2 separate regions of the Anas platyrhynchos genome follow, and region 1 is linked to region 2. Evidence: chromatin contacts called from public Hi-C data. All regions are on one chromosome and are shown on one strand. Each heading gives the region's core, a stretch centred on a gene start, on an enhancer-like site or on the middle of the called end of the contact. The rest is flanking DNA. Distances are from core to core; before and after follow the strand shown.

Region 1 (4,913 bases), core at 835-3,334, 88 kb before region 2:
AGCTCATTGATGACTTGTGTAGACTGAGATTCAGGGTTGTAAGCGCCGTGATCATCTGCCGAAGATGTGAGAATGCGCTCAGGAAGGATTTGTTACAACATGTGTCGTATCTTATCTGTTGAGGTTTAGATATAACAAGATATATTAAACAAGCACCAGCATGAGACCTGGAATACATACCGGTTATTCCTAAGTTTCTTAACATTCATATTAACAGTATTTGAAGCAAAGCGTGTGGGTGGGGAGAAGGAAGGGGAGAGGAGCTGCCTGTGCAACCAGTCTCTGAGCAGCTTTGTAGTGAAGTGTGGCAGTGGCAGGAGGGCAGGGAGAGGAACCATCGACAGCACACGTGCTTGGATGGGCGCCTGGAGAAAAGGCGAGGAGCTCACCTTCAGTAGGTACTGAGCCCAACTATTCACCAGTATGTAAAAATGAAATGGGGAATGAGAAAAGGTCTCAGGGGCAAGGCACACGTGAAATTATCAGTTGCTATGGGATTCTTGTGCGATGCCTGAGCTCCTTCCCGCGAGGCTCAGCAGTGGCGTGGCAGCGTGCCTTCCTTGCCTGCTGGAGCGCTGGGAAGAGAGAAGGTGCCTGAGATTGCTGCCTGGAGTTCATGTCTAGGAGTAGAGTGGTCTTTGATTTTACAGTATTTTTTTTTCCAGAAGGCCATCTACACCATTGATAATTGGCTTTTGTGCCCTTAGACTCTGTAACAAGAATTAACAGTTACTTGCTCATACTCACCTCGTTCTAGCAAAGTTGAATGAAAGTGCAAGAGAAGAAGAAATCCATACGTGCCAGGACATCACAGTTTGACCGCTGGAAGAAAACACCAAAGGGAAATTCAAGCTGAAATGTATTGACACTCCAGGGACGTGAGACTGACTGATCTGGCTTTTACTTCTGTACTCCATCCGTGTTCTGCTAATTGAGGAGGCTGGAGCAGGAAGTCCTAATGAAGGCAACCCATTCCCTTTGCTCCATTTATTTTTAGGTTTTACTTTTTCTCATGGTGAAATAGCTTGGAACTCAGTGGACCTATGCCCAAGGTGGGTAAGAAATGTTACTTAGTAGTGAGTGCAGACTGGTGTGTAATTATTCAGGAGAAGAAGAGACTATTTCTCTTTCCCTGCAGCTAGAAATTGTTGAGATTGATTGACTGTTGGTGTAGCATCCTACAGTGCTCTTCCAGTGCGTGGAGGTCTGTCTACTCCTGCTTCTGCAAATGAAGATAATGAATTAATGCAGAAGTGTGTGTGTGTATATATATATAAATATATGCACATATATATTAATGTTGGGTGTTAGAAAGGGTGGGTGGGAAGTCTGCTGCCTAAGTCTGGCATGTAAATGTAGATGTCTGAATTAGTAATGCAGGAGCCATAGTAGTGAGTGTAGCAAGTAGCTCAGTTTGCCAGGAGCACTGATGGCAGTATAGACAACCTGGGTGCCTACTGTGCAGGCATCCAAACTGTGCAGAGCAGGCTTCTGTTTACACCCATTATGAAAAATGTGGGAGGGATGCTTCCTCTGGATATCCTTACACCAAGCCATGACTGACATCTAATACTACTTTCTTCACAGAGTTCCCACGTAAGTGGCCCTCACAAGGGATGTTCTGCTTGTTCTTTTTTTAAGCTGAATATTTGTACGTGGTAGTTTTTGCTTCCACAGCTGTTTTCTATTTTGTTTTAAAATGCTGCATTAAGAGATAAAGCAGTTTGGCAGGACCTAAACCCCCTTGCATTCCCGCTTGTCCTCAGATATCAGAGCGTTTGGGGGTGCCTGGGCTTAGATTCTGAGTGATGCCCAGTTCAGCTGTAAAGTCCAATTGCATTCAATCTATTAATTTACTACGCTCATGGCTGCACATTAGAGCAATGCACCTTTAGTCTAGTAGCTTAACGACTGGTGTAGTTTGTCAAATCAACAGAGTACAGGTTCTTTTGGGTTGTCAATGATAAATACACTTCCTGCAAAGCACGTGCAAATACCACGAATATGACTAATGCAACCAGCTCCATGTAAGTTAACTCATGAAACAGCTCTATAGAGACAGGTTTCCTGGGGAAGCACTCAGTATAACTGAGGGTTTGGATCTCACCCAAGAGGCATCCCTGTGGGGAAAGCGAGGTTCAGCCCTTCAGCTGATCCCAGAAGTCAGCAGTCTCCTTCTGACTTGTCTGCAGTGCTATCTTCCCTATCATTTTTTCTCTCTTGAGCTGTTTTTATGCTGTTTTCTTACTTCTAGCTGAAGCTTGAGTGACTGTAGTCATATGTATCTTCCTTATTCTTGGTGTAAAATCTTGGTTTTGCTTTAAAGGTATAGGCTCAGAGAAATGCAGAGCGAATGCTCAGCAAGGGTTGGTCGCATCGTGGAGGTGGGTAGCCTTTGGGACGGAGGTTTGTTTGGCATCATAATGAGATTATCACGAGCAAAGTTCACCCAGAGGTCATCTTTTGTTTATCAGTTTGGCTCAGGGCTGGCCAAGCTGCCTATCAGTCCCATAGTACCATAAGGTTCCCCATCCCTGTGGAGATCTCACAGCCTCGCCGTGGGGTCTTTGCTCCACTCCACCCTCCGTGCTATTTCTCTGAGCACACCAAGCTCCCCTGGTGCTGCCAGCACCTAAGGTTGCAGGTTATGTTGCCAAGGGGACTATCATGGAGCACATTCCTTACATATCTGCTGCATCTCACCCTGGAAGTTTCCTCAGCCTTGAACCTTCTCTTCAGATGTGGACATATCGTTAGTCTCAGTAAGTCACCTCCAGCAATTATTCCCCACCAAAGTGGTAAGAAACGTGGTGTGCCAGAATCAAAGCTGAGCCTGATGGTCTATTGCAGAAATATAATTGTAAGGGAAAATTCAAGCAGTCGCTGTATGACAGAAAAGATGTGTGGGTTGATGAGCTTAGTAGAATGCAGTTCTTGCACTTAGGTCTCTTATAGTGCAAGAAGATATTTTTTATTGTATGTAATAATTAGCTTTTGAAATGAAGGGGATTATCTTTCAGTTTAATCACTCTGCCTTAATAGCAGGGGAGAAAAATTACTGTTTTGTAAGACTTTCAGCTCTGTTCTCAGTGTTTTCTAGAATGACATTTTAATTGAATTTGATATTTATGGTACTGATAATTGTTGTTCTTGTGGCTTCCTACCTGTTCTTCACCATATACTAAGTAGCTGTATTTTTAAAGATTGTGTTCTGCTCATCCTCCCAAACAAATATTATTTCTTTTTGTGCGTGTGAGGAAATTATTACTTTCATTGGTTATTTTTAATGTCTAGCTCTAACATTCAGCTACACTTCTCTCGTTAACACAAAGCATTATATAGTTGCTTCATATCCAGTACATGAATAGCTTGTACATAAATAACAAAAGTAGGTTTAAATTTCATGTCTGTACTTAGCAAAACTAATGGATGGTAATCAGCCTAATGGCTGATGATAGATTGTGCTGTGCCAGCAGGGGAGCTTGCGCCCAGGAAGAGTAACACAAGATCAGGAATGGCTAGAGAATAGTTGGTGAATTTGGTGCTTTTTTAATTCCTTCAATTAACCTGATTAAGCAGCTTAGCTTAAATGAGCAGAACGTGCGGGTTGGAAGTTCTCCCATGTAGTATTTTCCCCCTGCTTTAGGAATTAATTCCTTTAATATTTTGTCTGTAGAAAGCAGGCAGCCTTGGTTGCTTCTGTGGCTTGCACAGGCATGAGACACCCTATGCTTAGTATGAGAGGCACACACAGGCTTATTTTCCTCTGCAATTGGATCTAGGCAGAAGTCATAAATCATAGTGATTTCTGCACAGTGCAGTTGAATGGAGACTGACTACCCTATTTTATTAATATTGAAAGTTCACTCTGCTTACATCACTATTAATTCTTCCTCAGAAAGGAATGTGCTGTTTTTTTCCTTTGCCTTTTGCTCAGCTTCAGAGATGTGTTTTGCAGTGCAAGATCAGCTCCAAATGCCATCCTCTGGTACCTGAGGCTGGTTTGTTAGGGTGTCTGTGGCAGAGCCTCTCCAGAGCGTTGACTGAGCAGATTTTGGACATGGGCTTCTTTGTTCAAGAACGTTTTGTGCTGTGCTCCAGCTATAGCATTGAAGCTGTGTGTTCTCATTGCTCTTGGATGTCTGTGTTGGCTGCAGCTGTGGCAGACTTCAGCAGATATTTTTCCTCCCACACTTGCCAGCCCGTTGCCTGCCTGCTCTTTTGTTCTTCCGACCCCTGTTTCAGGGCAGCGGTTCCCAAATGAGGGAATCCCAGCAACCATTTTGGGACAATACCTAAGATTTCTAGTTGTGCCACCAGTGTACTTTCCAGGTAACCTGGTGCGTCCTCTTTCCTCCCCAGTCTTTATTTTCTTAGTGTCAGGTAGGGAATTGGGTTGGGGCTGTTAGATGGTAGCACAGGGTTCCACCTCCCTTTGCTTCTCCTGAAGATGTCTTTTCCCTTTCTAGTAAGAGCAGTGGCTATGTCAGAATATGGTGTAGTATCTTCTCAGAGCACAGAGAAGCAGCCTCAGGCGGAACCAATTTGTGTATCCTACAGACCCTGAAGATACCAGGGAACCTATCTGTTAGAAACTACTGCAGCATCACTTGGACTGGGACTGACCTGTGGCATCGTGGCAGTCTGGAGCTCAGTGTGGCTAATCTCTCCTCTTTTCAGCTGCTGGCCTAACAAATTGTTGATTTCCTAATTATAGGTCTTTCCATCTACTGCTGGCTTGTCCTCTCAGCAGGAATATGCCCTCAGTTACACTAATATGTGGCCACGGATTATTTTGAACAGTTTTCTGAACAAATTCAAGTATTTTTGCAGTATTAGATGTTGTGATTTCTTACACAGGGTATCATTAAACCCAAGTAGTAGCTTTGGAAATTGGGATCTGTGTTTATATC
Region 2 (4,869 bases), core at 497-2,996:
TTTTTTGTTTTTTTTTTTTTTGTTTTTTTTTAACACTATAGCATTAGTCCCATTAAAGATACTATCTCTGCCTGTAAATCCACTCCTACTTACATCTTGCAGTGATCACGCCTATATTTACTAGGCAGGTGTCATATATTTAATCAAGATCTTACCCTTTCATGATTTTCCTGTTGAAAGGAAACGAAGATAAATGAGTTCTGAGAATTTCACTTTTCTGTCATTTGCACAGGGCTCCTTTCTGAGTGTTGCCATAGAACTTCATATACTTTGCTCTCAGGGAAAAACATGGTAGGTGCTTGCTATAAATTTCTATTCTAGAGTAAAAAAAAAAAAAAAAAAAAAAAAAAAGGAAGAAAACAGATGTCCAACACTTTTTTTTTTATATAAGAAAATAAGTAGTCAAAGCGCAATTGCTCTCATTCTGTTCTTACCAATGAGGAAGCTGATAGTGAAGCTACAATTTGAGTGCAGTAGTTCTATCTTCCATTCTACCAGTCTTGCAAGGTGAATGCTTCTATGTTACTTGTCACACAGCTCCCTGTTTTACCCACAGATTTTAAAATATTCAGTAAAAGGCCCTTTTCTACATAGTAGTCTTGTTCATGCTAAAGCACCATCTAAAGTCTTGTGCCTCGCTTGACCTGCATAGGCCAACACCATCCATGTTAGACTACGCTTCTTGGCTGAAATTAGTCTGCAATGGAACTGGGAGCCTTCTGCTTACAGGTCCTCATGGCTAAAGCTAATTTCTAACTCATTGAACTCTCTGGAAACTGTTCCAGGATTTCACCTGAGAAGTACTTCTAGATTTATGGTTCTTTCAGTAGAACATGCAGTACTGAAAGCAGCCTTTGCATGAGTTTTCTAAAAAAGTTGCTCCTCATTTTGGATAACACAAAAGAAGTAGAGAGATAGATAAAACAAACTAAAACCTAAGGGTATTTCTAGACCGTACTTTCCTTCCCAGCATCAGTCATGAACAGTTGTGAACAGTTTTTTTTATTATTTGTTGTTTTGTTTTGTTTTATTTGTTTTCATTTGCTTGTTTTCAGTTTAAGCTGGAGTGTTTGGGTTGTCCTGATATCTGCATATCAATGCTTTTATTTCAATCTGCAAAGCTTTTCTGTTAGTCAGCATCCAGCTTTTAGTTAGAAACTATCTCCTGGTTCAAAAACATGCCCTTATTGTTCCTCTCTCTTATGCTGTCAGTTCCTGGAATTTAAACATTAATTCACAATTATTATTATTATTTATTAATTCTTGAAAAACTCCCTTTGTTCTAATCCTCTTCTGCAAGAAATCAGGATAAAATTGTTGCCTCCAGGCTTACATGGAGGTGCTACTCCCTCTATTAGCTGAAGAGTTGTGGGATGGCAGGAAGAAAGCCAGGAGAATGCAAATAAGCCAGAATTTACAATTTACGGAGATGGGTTCTTCAAGTCAAAACCTCTGTATATCTTGGCAGGCTAAGTTGGATCAAAAGTCCAATTTCACCCTTAATAGGAATTGCTAAGCAATACTGAGAAACACAGCTCCAGCACACGTCTCTGAGCTCTGTCAAACTCGAAGCAGATTTTCAGATGTCAGTGGTTCCTAATTCAAGAAATTCTAGGCAAATGAAGCAGCTCTTGGCCACCTGTGGCTCTCCCAAGGTCTCTGTGCCAGATGTTTGCTCTGTCTCTGGAGCACAAGCAGAGCAAGGAGGTCTCAGAGCATTGTTATCTGCAATACACATTAAGCAATGCAAAGAAAAAATGTGGGTTTTGGCAAGCTGTTAAAAGCTGTGCTGCCTGCCCTTGCTGATGAAGGGAGGGATGTTGATGGAAGATTTTCTTGAGAACATTTTTTTTTTTCCACAGTGCTCATATGGAAACAGGAAAAAAATAATCAGACATTAAGTCTAGAAAACACTGTTAGCTCATTTAGTATAATAGTTTTTATAACAAAGGTCATAACATTGCACTTTAGCAACTCAAAACCCTTCCGTTTGACTATGATGCTTAGTTGGAAGACAATAAATGTTTTCTCATTCATCGTTTCTTATTATATGTTGTTCCAATTGCACATAACAACAACAATTACTGCTGAGAAATTAAGACTTCTTTTCCTCAACCTAAAGTGATCTACCTTGAGCTGATAGCCACTGGTGTTCTTGTAACTTCTTTGTTTGGAATTAAAGAACAAGGTAGCACTCAGTTTTGTTTTTTCAAGTTTTGCAATGCATGTGCACTGTAAGCAAGTCACAACTCGATCACCTGTTGCTGAGCTAATCTCATTCGAAGGAAGCAACTCCATCTTCTAAGAAGGCACAGACCCATCTCCTGCCTACATGCCAGACACTGCTTCCTCTTAAAGCTGTTTTTGCAGTCAGTGGTCTACAGACAGGTTAAAAATAATAATAATAATAATAAAAATTTATCTCACCCTGTTCCCCACTTCATTATTTATGTGAGGAACACACTATCCTTGCTTTTTTTCCTTCTTTGTTTCATTTTCTATGGCATTGCTTTGCAAACTGATATTTTAGCTGTATGTTTGTTGTGACCCTTACGTTTTAGCTGCTACTTCCTGAAATAGGCTCTCCCGTCTTAATTAAAACCTGATGTGTTGTTCTTTGATATCTGACTTTGTTTGGTTTTTACATCAGCATTGAGTTTGCACGTGTCTAATTCTTTAAGTGATCTAATTTTTTTCTGTGCAACTGACTGTTTCTCCCTTGTTATCTATCACCCCATCAGTCCTTTTGTAACCTAAAAATTTGACAAACTGTGATTTGATAGTTGCAATCAAATCACTAAGGATGCTTCAGATAGCACCAAAGTTGACTGGAAATACTTTTCCGTAATGGCCACATGTGGACAGCCTCTTCAGGGGGCTGTCAGCCAGCCGGTGCTTAGCCACCCAATGTGCACACTGCTGAGGGTGCTGCCATTTTCTAAAATAAGGCATCATGTATGAGGTAAACTGTTCATCAAATTATAAACGCTGCCTTTGCTTTAGCAGCTTAAAACAAAGTGCAAACTTATATATGAGATTGGTAAGACTGGCAAAAAAGTGCTTGTTCATGAAGAGAACCAAAGGAGAGAAGGTGGTGGGGGAAAGAAGAGAAGAGCTTTCTTACTAAGTAGAAGTATAGAAAAATCTCCTGTTGACCCTGATCCAACGATCTAATGCAGTCATTAGGATGATCTCTGGAAAATATTGAGCTGCAAATGGTTCTTTGAGGCTAAGTGGCAGTTTTAAAATTTTGTTTTCCTAGCAGTTTGTTTTTCACAAATTTTCATTTCAGTCATGATCTTGCTGTCAATGTGCACTTTTCAGTGTTGTCTAGTACATTGATTTATTTCTATTGGAGTATGCATTTTCTGACTGAAACAGTAAGGTATTGTCAATTCACATCCATTTGATGATATTTCATGAGTATCTTTACGAGTACTACACCAGAAAGCTATCTTGGCCAGTCCTGCATTTAGAGATGTTTATATGCAGTCACTAATTGCCAGGAATTACGTGAAAAATAGCCTGCTGGAACCATCTGGGGCCTACTGCCTCCCAAACCCTGCCCAGGCCTTGTCTCAGGAAAGCCATACTTGGATGCTTCCTAACAAGTAACTAACAATCTTAGGAGGTATTAGTGGGAGGGAGGCCCTGTAGTTGTTACCATAGGGCCAGTAAGTTTAACATTGTGGCAAGGGGAAAGCAGGTTATATAGAATCAATGTGTTGATACTCAAATTTAGGGAAGGGAATTTGATGAATTATGGGTGTTGTATGTACCATTTTCACCAATGACCTGCAGAAGAGAGTTAACTAATGTGACCACCTGTGCTCAGATGCTATCGAGCTTTTTCAAAATATCTAAATACCTCTGGCCCCCCACAACACTGGGATAAAAGGCAGCAGGGAAGATTTGGCATGGGTAATCATAAAGAAATTGATCTACGCTAAACTCAAAAGGTTGGGAGGGCATATGGAGTTTCTGGGCCACTGACTATCAGGACGAGGCAACCTGAGGCGGCCTCTGTCAGTGCTGGGGAGCAGGGGGTTCTCCAGAGGCAGGAAAGCTGTCGCTCTGTTGAACCTCAGGGAGGAAGGAAGGGCAGGATTTGCTCCAGGTGTGTCTGCATGTGGGGATGGGGAAAGCAGCCCAAACGGGGCCTGAGTCTTCCAGAACACACTGAGGGGAGCTCCCTGAAGTGCCAGATGGCCAGGGAGGGAAATGCAGCTTTTAAGGTGAAAAAAAAAAAAATAAAAAAAAATGTTTTCCTAGTGAGGAGTAACACTGCAGATACTCCTGAGGTAGAAATTGGCTGGGATTTTTGTCAGGTGCCTGTGAGGGAAAGGCTGCCCTTCAAGCTTGAAAGACTGCTGCAGGGGGTTACAGATACCCCTGTAACACTGTTGGAGACATTTGGCCTCCCCAGGTACGTGTGTGAGTTCTCCCTGAACCCCAGGGAGGGTTTGGCTGAGCAGTGGGTCACGCAGTATAAACCACATTCAGGTTTGGGGTATAATTTGTTCCCTTGGTCTGGTCACACTCCTTGGACTAAGTCAACATCTCAGGACAAATTCGAAGGGCGATCTGTATCCCTCAGCATGGACCAGGCATAGTTTTCATCTGTCCTTTTCCACAGTTGTTTTTAATTTCTCTAATCAGCTTCTTATTGTATTAAATGCATTATGAAGAAGTGGGAAACTGGATGATTGCTTTGGAATACTGCATTTAATTGCTATGTTTTTGTGGAGTGTCCATAGGATCCAACCCATATTGTGGCCAGTGGCATCGTCTTCAAAGTTTTTTTCCTGAGACCATGAACTGCTGTTAAATAATCCTAAATTTACTCAGAATGATCCATTTTAGTGTATA

Evidence for each region. Hi-C and Micro-C count contacts between places; a contact is called where the count stands out from the background.
Region 1: a contact with region 2 is called in a Hi-C map of skeletal muscle, with 2.1 times the contacts expected there. The contact joins two enhancer-like sites. A contact is called at or near these places in 3 of 8 Hi-C or Micro-C datasets (liver, skeletal muscle and subcutaneous adipose tissue).

Annotation. Positions count from the first base shown.
Region 1 is chr9:19,829,277-19,834,189 of IASCAAS_PekinDuck_T2T, reverse strand. The region is part of intron 1 of SPSB4 (splA/ryanodine receptor domain and SOCS box containing 4); the gene reads left to right. Among named protein-coding and RNA genes, the nearest start is that of SPSB4, 62 kb to the left of the region's middle. Within about 2 kb of position 2,084, at least 2 of the 8 cell types and tissues checked have an H3K27ac peak or open chromatin away from gene starts, as enhancers often do.
Region 2 is chr9:19,741,073-19,745,941 of IASCAAS_PekinDuck_T2T, reverse strand. No RefSeq gene overlaps it. Among named protein-coding and RNA genes, the nearest start is that of SPSB4, 150 kb to the left of the region's middle. Within about 2 kb of position 1,746, at least 1 of the 8 cell types and tissues checked has an H3K27ac peak or open chromatin away from gene starts, as enhancers often do.